Regions from separate parts of the Gossypium hirsutum genome. Here all the other regions are linked to region 2. A link is a contact called in public Hi-C data. All regions are on one chromosome and are shown on one strand. The core of a region is the stretch at or near the end of the contact, and the rest is flanking DNA. Distances in the headings are between cores, read along the strand shown.

What was found. A called contact is a pair of places that touch in the nucleus more often than the background predicts.
Region 1: a contact with region 2 is called in a Hi-C map of leaf, with 2.8 times the contacts expected there. The contact joins the promoter of LOC107962187 here to the enhancer-like site in region 2. A contact is called at or near these places in 11 of 34 Hi-C or Micro-C datasets (callus, hypocotyl, leaf and 1 more).
Region 3: a contact with region 2 is called in a Hi-C map of hypocotyl, with 2.3 times the contacts expected there. The contact joins the promoter of LOC107963155 here to the enhancer-like site in region 2. A contact is called at or near these places in 6 of 34 Hi-C or Micro-C datasets (hypocotyl and leaf).

Annotation. Positions count from the first base shown.
Region 1 is chrA06:22,678,168-22,682,316 of Gossypium_hirsutum_v2.1, reverse strand. LOC107962187 reads left to right here and starts at 2,580. Exons shown (of 1, transcript XM_041115568.1): 1 at 2,580-3,543. The coding sequence starts at 2,787. The coding sequence ends at 3,350.
Region 2 is chrA06:22,374,756-22,379,107 of Gossypium_hirsutum_v2.1, reverse strand. No RefSeq gene overlaps it. Among protein-coding and RNA genes, the nearest start is that of LOC107962189, 50 kb to the right of the region's middle. Within about 2 kb of position 1,412, at least 4 of the 9 cell types and tissues checked have an H3K27ac peak or open chromatin away from gene starts, as enhancers often do. A contact at or near this core is called in hypocotyl and leaf, where this site is marked.
Region 3 is chrA06:22,703,314-22,707,913 of Gossypium_hirsutum_v2.1, reverse strand. LOC107963155 (adrenodoxin-like protein 1, mitochondrial) reads left to right here and starts at 1,711. Exons shown (of 8, transcript XM_041115932.1): 1 at 1,711-2,216; 2 at 2,456-2,523; 3 at 3,383-3,497; 4 at 4,156-4,279; 5 at 4,411-4,460; 6 at 4,570-4,600. The coding sequence starts at 4,234.

The DNA of each region.
Region 1 (4,149 bases), core at 1,331-3,830, 300 kb before region 2:
CAAATTAATTTTAAAAATTATAAAAGAATATTTAATTTTTTTTAAATTATAAATATTAATTAAATTACTAACGTGGCATATTTACAAAGTTAACAAACATTAATTTTTTCATTCATTTTGAGGTGATTTAACAAACAATATAAATTTAAAGATTAAAATAGATAAAAAAATAAAATAAAGAGCTAAAATAATTTTTTTTAATAAAGTTGGAGTATCAAATAAATCATTATGCCTAAAAGCAACCTCCATTAAACCATTAAATTTCATAATTAATTAATTAAAAAATATAAAAAATTAAAATATTTATTAAAAAATAAAACAAGTACAATAATTGATTATTTATCTCAGTTTTATTTTTATTTTTTCATCTATTCACAAAGGATTTAGTTTATATTCAATTTTATGTGATTGGTTGAGCCACTTAATCCTGATTTGATTGATAGATTTGATTCAATTCTAACATAAAAAAAAGAGTTATAAATATTTATTTTAAAATTTTAAAATTTAAATTTTGAATAAATAATTTATTTATACAAATAAATAAGGTCTGTTTTTTTTATATATAGGATTAAGGTATAATTTTAGTTTTTTGAAAAAAGAAAAAATAGAGAGTAATCTATTTTAATTGAATATAATTTTATCTCTTTATTTTAAAAATATTATTAATAGAGTTATTTTCACGTATAAAAGAAAAACATTCATTTCATAACAAGGATTTGATTACAACAATTCTAACTTGTTCGAGTACTTGGAATTCCAGTCAATAAGTCTGACATATTGCTTGTTTTAGTGGCTTTAGCCTCCCGGACCCATTCTACAGTCATGTCGTATTTGCGATTACAATGCACAAAGGAAACATACATACAAAAGGACAAAACCATCCATATGTGGTGGAAGATGGGATACAGGCATTTTCTTTGAGAGCGACAAGTCTTATCATTTTGAGTCATCCATTCTTACAGAAAATGTCTTCCCCTAATCTTATTGCTTGGTCCTCAACAACCAATGCGAGGATTTTGTCATTTCTTTCATCCCCTAATCTTACTGCCCTTTTGTTATGAGCACTAAAATTTTGAAGGTCTAACATCTAGGGCTGCTAACACCTTACAATTCGCCAAGCATCTATACGTGTAACTTTCATCACCAGCATCTCCGCCCGCCGTCGCATGACCGAAGTCCCCACCGCTCAAGGCCTATCGTTTTTACCCTTTTCCAATGGCTACGAAAACGGAGTCCAAGCCGGTGATGACACAGACCATTACCTGTCTGAACTTAGGCGACGAGGCAAAGAAGCCATCTTCGAGTTTATAACAAGCAGTAAGAACGAACGCAAACCATCACTTGCATTGTCTACTCCTTGTTCCTTCATTGGGCCACGGAGTTGGCGCGTAAACATCACATCCCGACATCTTTATTTTGGATTCAACCCGCCACCGTTTTTTGCATCTACTATTTTTACTTCAACGTATATGAATCCGCCATTAAAGCCCAAGCTAATGAAACAAACCCCAAGTGTTCTATAAAATTACCAAGTTTACCGCCACTCGCCACCCGCGACCTTCCGTTGATCGTCCTTGCTTCAAACGTTTACCATTAGGCACTGTTGTTGTTCCAAGAACAAATAGACGTCCTCGCCGAAGACATTTAGTGCTTTGGAACACGAAGCATTAAACGCCATTGAAAAGTTCAAAACTGTTGGAATCGGACTTTTAATCTCATCTTCGTTCCTTAACTCAAAAGACCCATTGGATAATTCCTTGAGAACAGATCATTTTCAATCCGATTCAAAAGATTGCACGAAGCATTAAACGCATGTTTTTTATATTAACGCTGAGTGAACGGTAACTGCAGTTATAACCAAATAAAACAATCCTTCCACGTCTTGAAATTGAGAAACTGTGATTTTATGTCGTGATACTATCTTTTTATGTTACTTTTTTTTTTATTGAAAATGGACAATGATATTATGAAATAGTTTCATATTATCAATTTCTTTTTAAAATTTGAGTGGAGGGCCCAAGGGAGGAGATATTTTCCATACTTAAGTCATATATACAGGAAGGGTAAATTACTTAAGTCCAAATTACAACTTTTTAGAAGTTTACAAAAATAACTATTAAATTATTAAATTTTTTTTATCTAAATCATTTAATTATTAAAATTATTATTGTATTATCTTTTCTGTTCACATTGTTTCTACTAATAGAATGTTTTTTTTTCTCTTTCTCTTTTATAAATTAATATTTTTATTAAACTATTTTGAGTATCATGAATTTAAATTAAAATTTAAATAATTTAGTAATTTAAATAAAAATTTTAAAATAATTGAATGATTTAAATAAAATTTTTTAAATAATTTAATAAATTATTTAATAATATTTTAAAATAAAATAATTAAAATATAAATTTACTAATAATTTAATTAACTTTTCATTACAATTTACCCTAGAAATCGTTATATATTCTGCTGCAGTAAACGAATGGTCAGCTTTTTACGAGAAGGGCAAGGGACGGTAAATATCAACCCTCCTGATTTCACACCTGCCCATGTTTTTTAATTGGGTATAAGTAAATGGATCAATCTTAGCAAATTAGCATCTCCATTAATCTCCTCAACTTGCTCTCTCCATCTATGGCCTAGCTTTCTTTGTCGTGTTCTCTTTCTCCTCTACGTTACCATTTCTATAGGCCTCTGATTTTTAGTTTCCCTTATAAAACACAGAAACAGAACCAAGACTAGAATATCTTCAGACAGCCGAATTTTAGAGTTGGCGGACCAAACAAAAATGAATCAGGTGTTGGAATCTCCACTCGAAGCTTTGGCATTTAACTATGTGAGTTTTGGGATTTTCACGGTTATTCATAATCTGTGGACGTGGATTGCTGTTCTCACTGCTGCGGTTAGTTTTTGGAGGATAAGAGCCGTCGTCGGCGCCTCCGTTCAAAGTAATGACCAGAAGCTCTCGGTGTCTATTTCTGATCGTGCCCATGATGAGTCTCGACCGATTCTCGGCGCCGATGAAAAGCCGACCCCTTCAGCTTCAGTTTCAACTCCCCCGGCCCCTCCAGCTTCCGTCTCAGAAACAAGCGGTTCGCAGTTGGTGACCAAAGGAGGAAAAATCAAGTTGACTGTTTATTACGTGGATGATGACGTAGACGTCGACGGTGGGATGACGGTAACGGAATGGAGTGACGGTGGTGAAGGGAGGTGCTGCGGGGAGTGGTGGGAGAGTTGGGAAAGAGTGTTGAGGTTGAGGAAAGGGGAAGCAGGGTGGTACCGTTATCAGGATTTGACGGCGTTAAACGGCAACGTTGTTAGGTTATGGGATGAATCATGCAGGAGGTGGTGAAGAAGGTAAAGCTGAAGCTGTGCTGTAATGGCGGTTGGTGGTGGTGGCATTTTAGGAATTTAATGTAGATGGTATAATGTTTTTAATTGTTTTTCCTTTTAATTATTTGTGTTAATGACATTGGGTTTAAGGTTGGGGATACTTGTAAATATATTTGTCGGAAATAACAAGCTTTAGAAAATCCAAAAGCAAATGCTTCTAAGGTTACAATAATTTTCCTACTCTTTGCTAATTATTTAGCATTATCAGATATTATGAAATATTATAACCCAAATTTAATTTGATTTTAGGGGCCTAAGTCTCTCTTGAATTTGGAAGTTAACATAAGAATAATATTACATTTTAATAGTTAATTGACTAAACTATAAGATGATAATTTAACAAACAAAATGTAAATAACTCAATTTTTAGTTGTACTAAAGCTAAAATAATTTTATAATTTGAATAGTCCAGTAATTTAGAAAGCGAGAGCATCTCGGAAGTGGTCACCTAAGGAAATAGTAGTCATTAATTCTGGTATCAAAATTATATATGATTTGAAGTATAATATTGGGGCAACACTGATGATGTTAAGGAATTCTGGAATTAATAAGTTAAAGTGAACACATAAATTGGTGTTGAAGTGAACATAAGTAGACAACCTCTTTCCAAAATTGCTACCACAATAACAAATAAATTAAAGGCTCAAAAAAGAAAAAGGTAGGAGCAGTTGGGAAATAGTAATTAAATGGGTTTGAGGGATCATGGGAAAAAAAAACCAAGATGTGATATAAATAAATATGTAGTAGTGGTAGTACGT
Region 2 (4,352 bases), core at 163-2,662:
TGAAAAACTTTTATAGAGGGTTAAAATAAACATAGAAAATTAGTTCTACTAGAAAGTTGTTACAGTGAAATGTTGTTAAAATATGTGACAGTTATGGATAGAATTGATTGTATTATGTCAATTTTAAAAACATCAATGCCATCTTTTCATTAACTATTTAACGATTAATAACTAAAAAAATTAATTAATTAAATAACTATTTTATAATTTTTTCATAAATAATAAAACAAAATTACTTGTGTAACAATATAGTTTAGCCTAAAAAGTATTAGAGAATTTGAGTTGTGTGATCCTTAACCGAAAGAGGCAAGGTGGAGCATGAAACGCGTTGACGAAGTGAGGCAAAGGACAATAAAAGCAGAGATGGTCGATGAGGCGTAGAAGCCCCCACGTCAAGTGGGCGCACAATCCATTGGGCCCACTTTTATTTTATCTGTATTTGATTTGTAGGAGTAGGCCGATCCATCTCCCGTGATGTGAAGTGCCCCCAGTCGGTGCTCCTCGCTTACCCTCATTTCCCTTTGTCTTCCAATGCCCACTTTTAAGTTGCAATTAATTAATTAATCAAAATAAGACATAATTCGTGAAACTTGGTTGAAAATTAGGTTGGGGAAAGTAATTTTGAGGGCCATCCACGGAAGCGTTTTGTTTGAGTTGAGCATCAAAGGCGGTCCCCAAAATTAAACTCCAAACGAAACATAGTTTTCCAAATAAATATTAAGGAGTACAATATACGGATAAAACACATGGCCCCTTCCCTTTCACTCATTATTAACAATCATTTACGTACAATGTCAACCATTTTTGTTTTATAACAATCTAAGTTGGAAACAATACACGACTTGGATTATTACATTTTAAGTTTTTTTTTTATTCGACAATCAATAATTATATCAATTTTCAGTTGAAATACTTTAACTTAAAACCTTATTTATAGAACATCAAATTTTTACCTAATTAACAAAATTTTAACTTTGACAGTAATTGGGATCATGTCTACATTCAAATTGCCTCTCTTTAGGGAATTAATATAAGTAAGAATGGTTTTTTTATATAAATTGTAGAACGTAATTATTTAATTAATGGCATGTTGCGGTCATGTCAGATTCCGAATCCGACAAGTACATTATTTGATAAATGAACGAGGCATATTTATTTATAAACACTATATTATAGGAGTTCATTAGTACAAAAAAGAATAATATTATAGGAGGTCATTGTGAATCGTGGCTCCCCCACGTGAACCGGAATAATATATAATATCCAAAACATACGTACACAATTAGATTCCAGCAGTGCAACGCAGATGCAGTCTACAAAATTAAAAGATACATAGATGAGAGAACCAAGTGGGGTGAGCTGCACCTGTCCTAACCTACTATTTACTATTACTATTCTTTGTCGGTGTGACGTGACAATGAAACTTAGAATTCAGTTCCTGGGAGGTCCCACCCTAACTTTGCCCTCAAATCCGAATGGACAAAACCGCCATCTCAAGTTGTAAAAACCAACCGTGGTTCTTCTCTAAAAGGGAGAATTGGAGAAGCTGGGGTGGCTGCAATTGCCAGGAACAGCAATGGAGATATTACAGATAGAACCAGCGCGTTGATGCATGTGTCTACGGCATTAGCGGCTGAAGCCCAAGCTATAAGGCTGGGTTCCACACTTGCGTCTGATAACAACTGGCAGTCTGTGGAATTTGAACCCGACAATCTTGCACTCATTCAATGCTTAAAAAAAAGAACCAGTGCCCTTGGGAGATTTTTGAAATTGTTGTAGATATTCTATCGATAGTTTCTAGACTTAATGATGTATCGTTTAAGTTTATCAAAAGGAACTGTAATGGAGCTGTTGACTGGATCGCAGGAAAAACTAGGATTCATTCTTGTCCATCAAACTGGGCTCAAGTTCCACCTGTGGAACTAGTAACACTCTATTAATCTGGTTCCTACTGAATGAAAGATTTGTTGAAAAAAAAATAAACACTTAGAATTCGGCCTTTGATTGTTTATTTTAGTTAATATTTTGATTACTCATCCATTAAATCATTAGTAAATTGTTGGTATGAATTTTTTTATCAGTCTAATAATAAAATTATCTTTTCAATGTTTATAGATTTTATCAATTCAGTATTAATTTTAAAAAATTTAATAAATTTAACCATCAACTTTAAAATTTTGTCAATTTAATTTTGATTCTTAAAAATTCAAAATTAAAATTAAGAAACTTTAAAATTAAAAATGATTTAAATGTTTATTTCCAGCTAAAAAACACATACACAATTATAAAAATACATGTAAAATTATAATAAATGAATAACCATTTTCTCTTTTTCTAACATGAAATTTGATTGTATAAAATAATTTTCTTAAAAATCTCAGAAACAGTACTTAAACTAAATTCAAATGTTTAAATTTTTTTATTCTATAAATAATAATTTGTTTATTATACGCTGCCTTATTCCTTAACTTTTGCCAAATTTGTCAAGTGTTGGAGTTGTGTTCGCCCACAATTACTGGCACTAATAATTTTTATTCTAAACTCCTTGATTTTCACATCCTTTATTATTGTGCCATCATACCAAGAATCAGTTGTGGAGCTCTATGCATGGCCTTCTACCAATTGGGTATTCAAGACCTTATCCTCGCATATATATTCTCAATCATCTATGCCTTCAAACACAACTTCAAACATAACAAACACGTTCCGGCAACAACTTAAAGATATTAAATCTTACCTTTTTCAACCTTAGGCTATAGTTTTTGACCCAACCTAAACATTGTTGTCGTTAATGTTAAAAAAATGAATCTGTTTTAGTCTTATTCATGATTCCCCTAAATTGCTTTATTTATAGAATTATTATTTTAATAAATAAATGTAAATTTTATTTATTTATTTACAAATATTTTTATAATTTATATGTATTATTATAAATTTTTATATATTTTTATTGAAAGATAAACTTTTAAATATACTTTTTTATTTTTAAAATTTTTAAACTCATACTTAATGTAAACTTGCTTACCACTCAACTGAAGGTCTGGAAAACACTATCAATGAATGACAAAAAAAACTCAAATTGCAACGTCTAAAATGTTGTAAAATGAACTATTTAGTGCACTCTAAATTTAACTATGATAATGAAGGAAGAAGGTTCCTTAAATAGGTTGATCCCAAGCTAAATATGGCGATAGGATCATCCTCCTTGAAACAGAGATAGAATAATAGATAAATATTCTTGAAATGCTTGATACTGATCCCGTAATCTCCTTGCTCAAAACCCTTTTATTAAAGAACCCATAATTTCTGGACTCTCTCATATGTCCGTCACTCAACACTCAGAATGTTGTAACATACTATCAGCAATCAATGCATCAACAGTTTGCACTAACCATATTATTTTCAGAAAAAGAAAAAGTAAAAATTCAATTTTAGGAAGTTGACTTTTGAGCTGTATATATTAAGCACTTGACTGAGTTGATATTATGAGTTAACTGGACACTAATTTAGTTGAGTAATGACGGAAGTGTCCTTATTTTATAAGATAAATTGTATTATATTAAGGGTGTTATTTTTTATATATTATATCTTTTACAAAGCAAAATTAGGAAAATATACAAATAATAAAATTTAAATCTAAATTTCTATAGACTATATTTGTTATATAATTTTATTTTCACGGGATATGTAACAAATTTATTTTTAAAAAAATAAATTTCAATAACCTAATTTTGATTAAATCTAAACAAATTAACAATTCAAAATACTTTTTCTTTCTCTGCGTCAATTTGATGCCTCAAGTCCTTTCCATTTCTATATCTTAGGCTCCTTTGAATGTTTGGTACACACCACTGACATGAATTTCACCCATTTTTTTAGCTCAATCTCACAACAATCTCTCTTTCATTTTTTAGTAGCTACGGTTTTACCCCGTGCAGGTTTGGGTTTTATAAAAAGAAATTTTTAACTCCTTCAACCATCGCACTTCGTTCTTTTCCTTTTTTTTTTTCTTAATAGCTGCCTATCTTTCCTATTTTCTTCTAATAGATATTTATATATTAGCATAATAATTATTTGGCTCTCCAAATTTATAAAAAAAGTTATTTTAGTCTTTTATTTAATTTTTCTTCTCTTTTAGCCTTTAATCTTGCTTTATTTGTCAAATTATCCCAAAATGAATGGAAAAATTAACATTTATTAATTTTAGGGTGATTTGACAAATAATACAAGTGCAAGAGTAAAAGAGACAAAAAATTAAATGAAAAACTAAATTGACTTTTTTCGTAAAGTTGAAGAACCAAATAAATCATTATGCCTATATCTAATATTAAAGATAAAAAATCAATCCATTG
Region 3 (4,600 bases), core at 462-2,961, 330 kb before region 2:
ATTTTACCCTCATTGAGGTATCTGTATAAATTAATTTCGAATTTAATGAAGATTTAATAAAATGATAAAATTAGATTTATTTTCTAAATAAGTCTGATTTTTTACTTATTTGGATTTAATAATTTTTAAATCATTCAAATATGGCGAGGATATTTAAGGATAATTTTAAAAAAAGATAGAGTAATGTATAGTTACTTGTAATTTTTATCTTATAATAATAATAATAATAATAAGTGATATTTTTAAAAAACTATTATTTGTGTGGTGGAGTGAGGAGGAGATCGATGGGAAAGAAAAAAAATGAAAACGTACTTGAATAGATCAACTCAACTTTAGATGACGTGTCACCGTAATTGGACCACACATCGCTTTCGATTCTTTGCTTTTCTAACTTTGTGTGCACGTGCAGCCCCCTATTTTATTTTATTTTTTAATTTTAAGTATAATAATTTTTTTACCTTTTAACTTATAAAAATTTTATTTTAGTCCTCAATTTAATTTTTTTATCTTTTTTAGTCTTAAAATTTATATTTTTTATCAAATAGCTCTAAAACAGATAAAAAATTAATTTTACTGACGTGAAATACAAGTAAATTACCACATAAATGACACAAAAGAATTTAATTAATTTTAAAATTTTAAAAAATATATATTAAAAATAATATTTTAAATAATTTTAATGATTTTTAATTTTAAAAATATTTTTATATAATTTTTAAATTTTTAAAAAATTAATTAAATATTGATATGTCGTCTATGTGTATTTCACGTCAGCAAAGTTAAATAATGTTAATTTTTCATTCATTTTAATATAATTTGACAAAAAAACACAAGTTTATAAGTAAAAGAAGCTTAAAAATTAAATAAAAGGTTAAAATAATTTTTTTATAAAATTAAAGGGCCAATAAATAATTATACCTTTATTTATTTTAGAATAAGCGACATCAACAATCATTTTCCTTTAGAAAACAACTTTACTTACACCGTCCAAGTATATATATATATATATATATATATATATTATTTATAAACTATAATATGCTTATTTTAAAATAGCCAAATCATCTTTCCGTTACAAAATTTATACTATTAATTGATTAATTATTTTATAATTTTTATGATTAGATAAAAAAAATAGAAAAAAAAATTAGCATAGATATGTGGCCTGAGATGTAGTTTACGTTTAATTATGATGTCTAAGGTGATGTATGATATATAAGAAAATAGAGTGATGTATAACTTAATAATTAAGTATTACTAAATTTAAATTATAATTTTTTTGACATATTGTTTAAAATTAAATAGTGAATGTAATTCGATTGTTTGATAAATATAAATTTTAAGTTATAAAAAATATTCTACATTTATCCTTAACTTTTAAATATTCCATTTTGTTTTAAACCAAATCAAAATTTAATAAAAATTAAAATAAATTATAAATAGCTATTATCTACTTATCTTTTTCACAGAAAAATTCTATTCAGTTATTTTTATTTTGTATTATCAAATATGTAAGAAATAAATCATTGAAAATATTATATTTCAATTGATTTAACTTTTTCAAAATAAGTATTAATTAAGAAGTTAGAACATGGTAAGCACGAGGGGATGTAGCTCAAATGGTAGAGCGCTAGCCTTGCATGAGAGAGGTACAGCGTTCGATCCCCCGCATCTCCACTGCAATAACATTTTATTTTCCTTTTCCTAGTGTCAAAGTTCCTTCAAACGGCGTCGTTCAATCTCTCATCTTCTACCCGGTAGTCTCTACGGCGCATATTATTCTAAAGAAACTTGTTCATCTAACCTCAGCCAACTGCCCTCGCCGGCGGCCACCATTTGCCTTCAAAACTAGTCAGAGTTTTCGTCTTAACGCGCATTAGAGATCACTGTCCCAGACCAAGTTCCAATTTCCTCTTCTCTCGTTACAAAAGGTCGCTTACTCACTTTTTTCGTTATGTCTTCTTTTCTGGAGATTTAAGTACTTGTCTATATCAATATGCAGCAGCTTAGATGAATACCCAGTTGAACTTTATTGATTAATTCGCTCTACATGCAAGTCCATTTAGACTTTGATGTGTTTGTTAAAGTTTGAAAAATTTTAGCTCTAAAGCCTTCCCCCCCTCCTCCTTAAATAGGGCCTGCTTTTCTATTTCGAGTTATGTTAATTTCTAGGCTTTGTAGAGTTGGATTTCGGGTTGCCAAGGAGCTATCAAGAGGTATACTTTTCTTTTCAATTTGACTTCATTTCTTATGGTTTGAATTTTAGTTTTATTATTTGCTATTGGCAATATTAATATTTAGAGATATTTCTAAATAAAAATGTGATACCCTTTTAGTTACTAAGTTGACAACTTGTTTTGATGATTGTGGTATAGTTTTTAGGCTCCTACAAATGCATGGTTTGTATGAAACTATCTTTTTGAGCAAGATATACACATTGCATTTTTTTTGACAGGTGGATATGCATATATGTCTAGATCAAGATATAAACAAAGGCATTGCAGTCATTACCAGTGGTCTACGGTTAGTGATGATTATTTTCTTATATTTCAATAAAAAATATATATATATATTTGGTAGTTGTTGACAATTGGCCAAGTTATCCTGCCGGTTATGACATGCTTGACCTGTAGGGAATATTGGACTGTGGAGTGTAAATGATGGAAAACATAGCAGTTTATCAGGATTAAAGTGGAAGTTTTAGTTGTGAACTCTAATGAGATTAGCTTCTTTCATGGTTAGCTAGTTATGATATCAGGAGAAGAAATGTGTTAACTATGCTAGTGAATGAGCAAATGATTTTGCTTTAGATAGTCTTGAACATATTCGTTGTTAACATAATGAAATTATTGTAGTTTTTGATGAGCTTATGATGACTTAGTGTAGATCAGTTTTCTTATGAAAGAACGGTCTCTTGTCTTGTCTACAGAAAGGAAATAGTATGGCATTGATTTTATTTTCTAAGGAGATGGAATGATTTGATTAACGTTGGTCATTGTGGCATTATTGGATTTGTCAAAGGGATAGCAAAATAGACTAATAGAGCTTAATCTTGGATGACAGTTACATTAGAAAATATGATTGAACTCAGACAAACATTTGATGAGATCTGGATACTAATAAGCTGGAGGTAACGATAGTTGCCAGGCTATTTAGAAAATAATTTCTGAAACATTGAAGTATGACACATCTATGGTTGGTATTAGTATAAATATTGAAGAACGGCATACATATGATTGATATTATGCTTTCAGATTTGGATAAGAAAGGATTTCAATTATAACTATTTATCTTGAAAAAAATAAAAGATTTCGTGTTCAGCAAATTATTAGGGAAATTTTCCCATCATCTTTTTCTTGTTTATTCAATTCTTTTTGGACAGCTTGAATTACTGCCAGAAACTAGAGCCTTTCAAGGTTCCATATTTCAAAAGCATCATGGTTTTTCTACCTTAGCTTCCGACGGTGCTTCTGCAGGAGCGATGAAGAGAAAGGAACGTAAGTTCTTTTTAAATAAAAATGTAACAACATGGTGTCTATGACCGTGGGATGAAGTAATGGATCTTTTATTTAGTGCTAATCTTCTTAGATTGGTGAATTGCCTATTTAGATTATATAAACTCGCTGATTCCTTTTTGTTTTTTAGAATGGACACAAACATTAAAGAAGAAATACACAAACCTAATTTTGATTTACAACTTGTCATTTTAAGCTATTCTATATTGATACTACTTAGGAAAAGCATTTCTTTGTCAGGACGAAATATTGTTTGACATATTTGGCATGCTTCAAAGCAAACTTGAACTTTAGAGGTCAATTAATGCCTTAGCAAAGATTTTAGGTTGTATAGCATCCTGAACTCCGGAACCCATTAATAGGACTTGCATCTATGTATGCATGAGCCTTCAATTAGTTGTGGATTTTGTTGGTGTGCTTTTCTGGTCTACTGTCCATCTCTGCATGAAGTGGCTCTTCCACTTTTTTAGTTGGTGGGAGATTTAGATTGCATCTTATGTCATTCACCAACTTTGAAAGCGGACTTTGAGTGCCCCCCCCCCCCCCCCACATTTACTCTTTATACACTTAATGGATCCGTATGCACTGCATCTAAAATTGATTTTTTTTTTTTAAATTTGGTTGTTTTTTTTCACGGTAGATTGTCTTATTTGGCAGGATATCTGTCACATTTGTTTCAAAGGATGGAGAAGAAATTCCCATTCAAGTGCCTATTGGAATGTCCATGCTGGAAGCAGCTCATGAAAATGTTATAGAACTTGAAGGCAAGGATCATGATCCGTAATTGAACCCATGATTTTCTAGCTTTCCTTTGGAGCTAACTCTTCTTGGAGTAATCCGTTTACCGAACCCTTTCATTGCTAATAATTAATGTCTGTTTGTACTGACGTTTCAGGAGCATGTGAGGGTTCACTTGCTTGTTCAACATGCCATGTCAGAGTGATGGTATGCTATTGGCATTATATTTACCAAACATGTTGTTAATTGGTTTATGTTAGTACATACTAATGTTATTTCAACCTGATTATCCTCTAACTATTGACTCCTTTGTTAGGACATGGAGTACTATAATAAATTGGAAGATC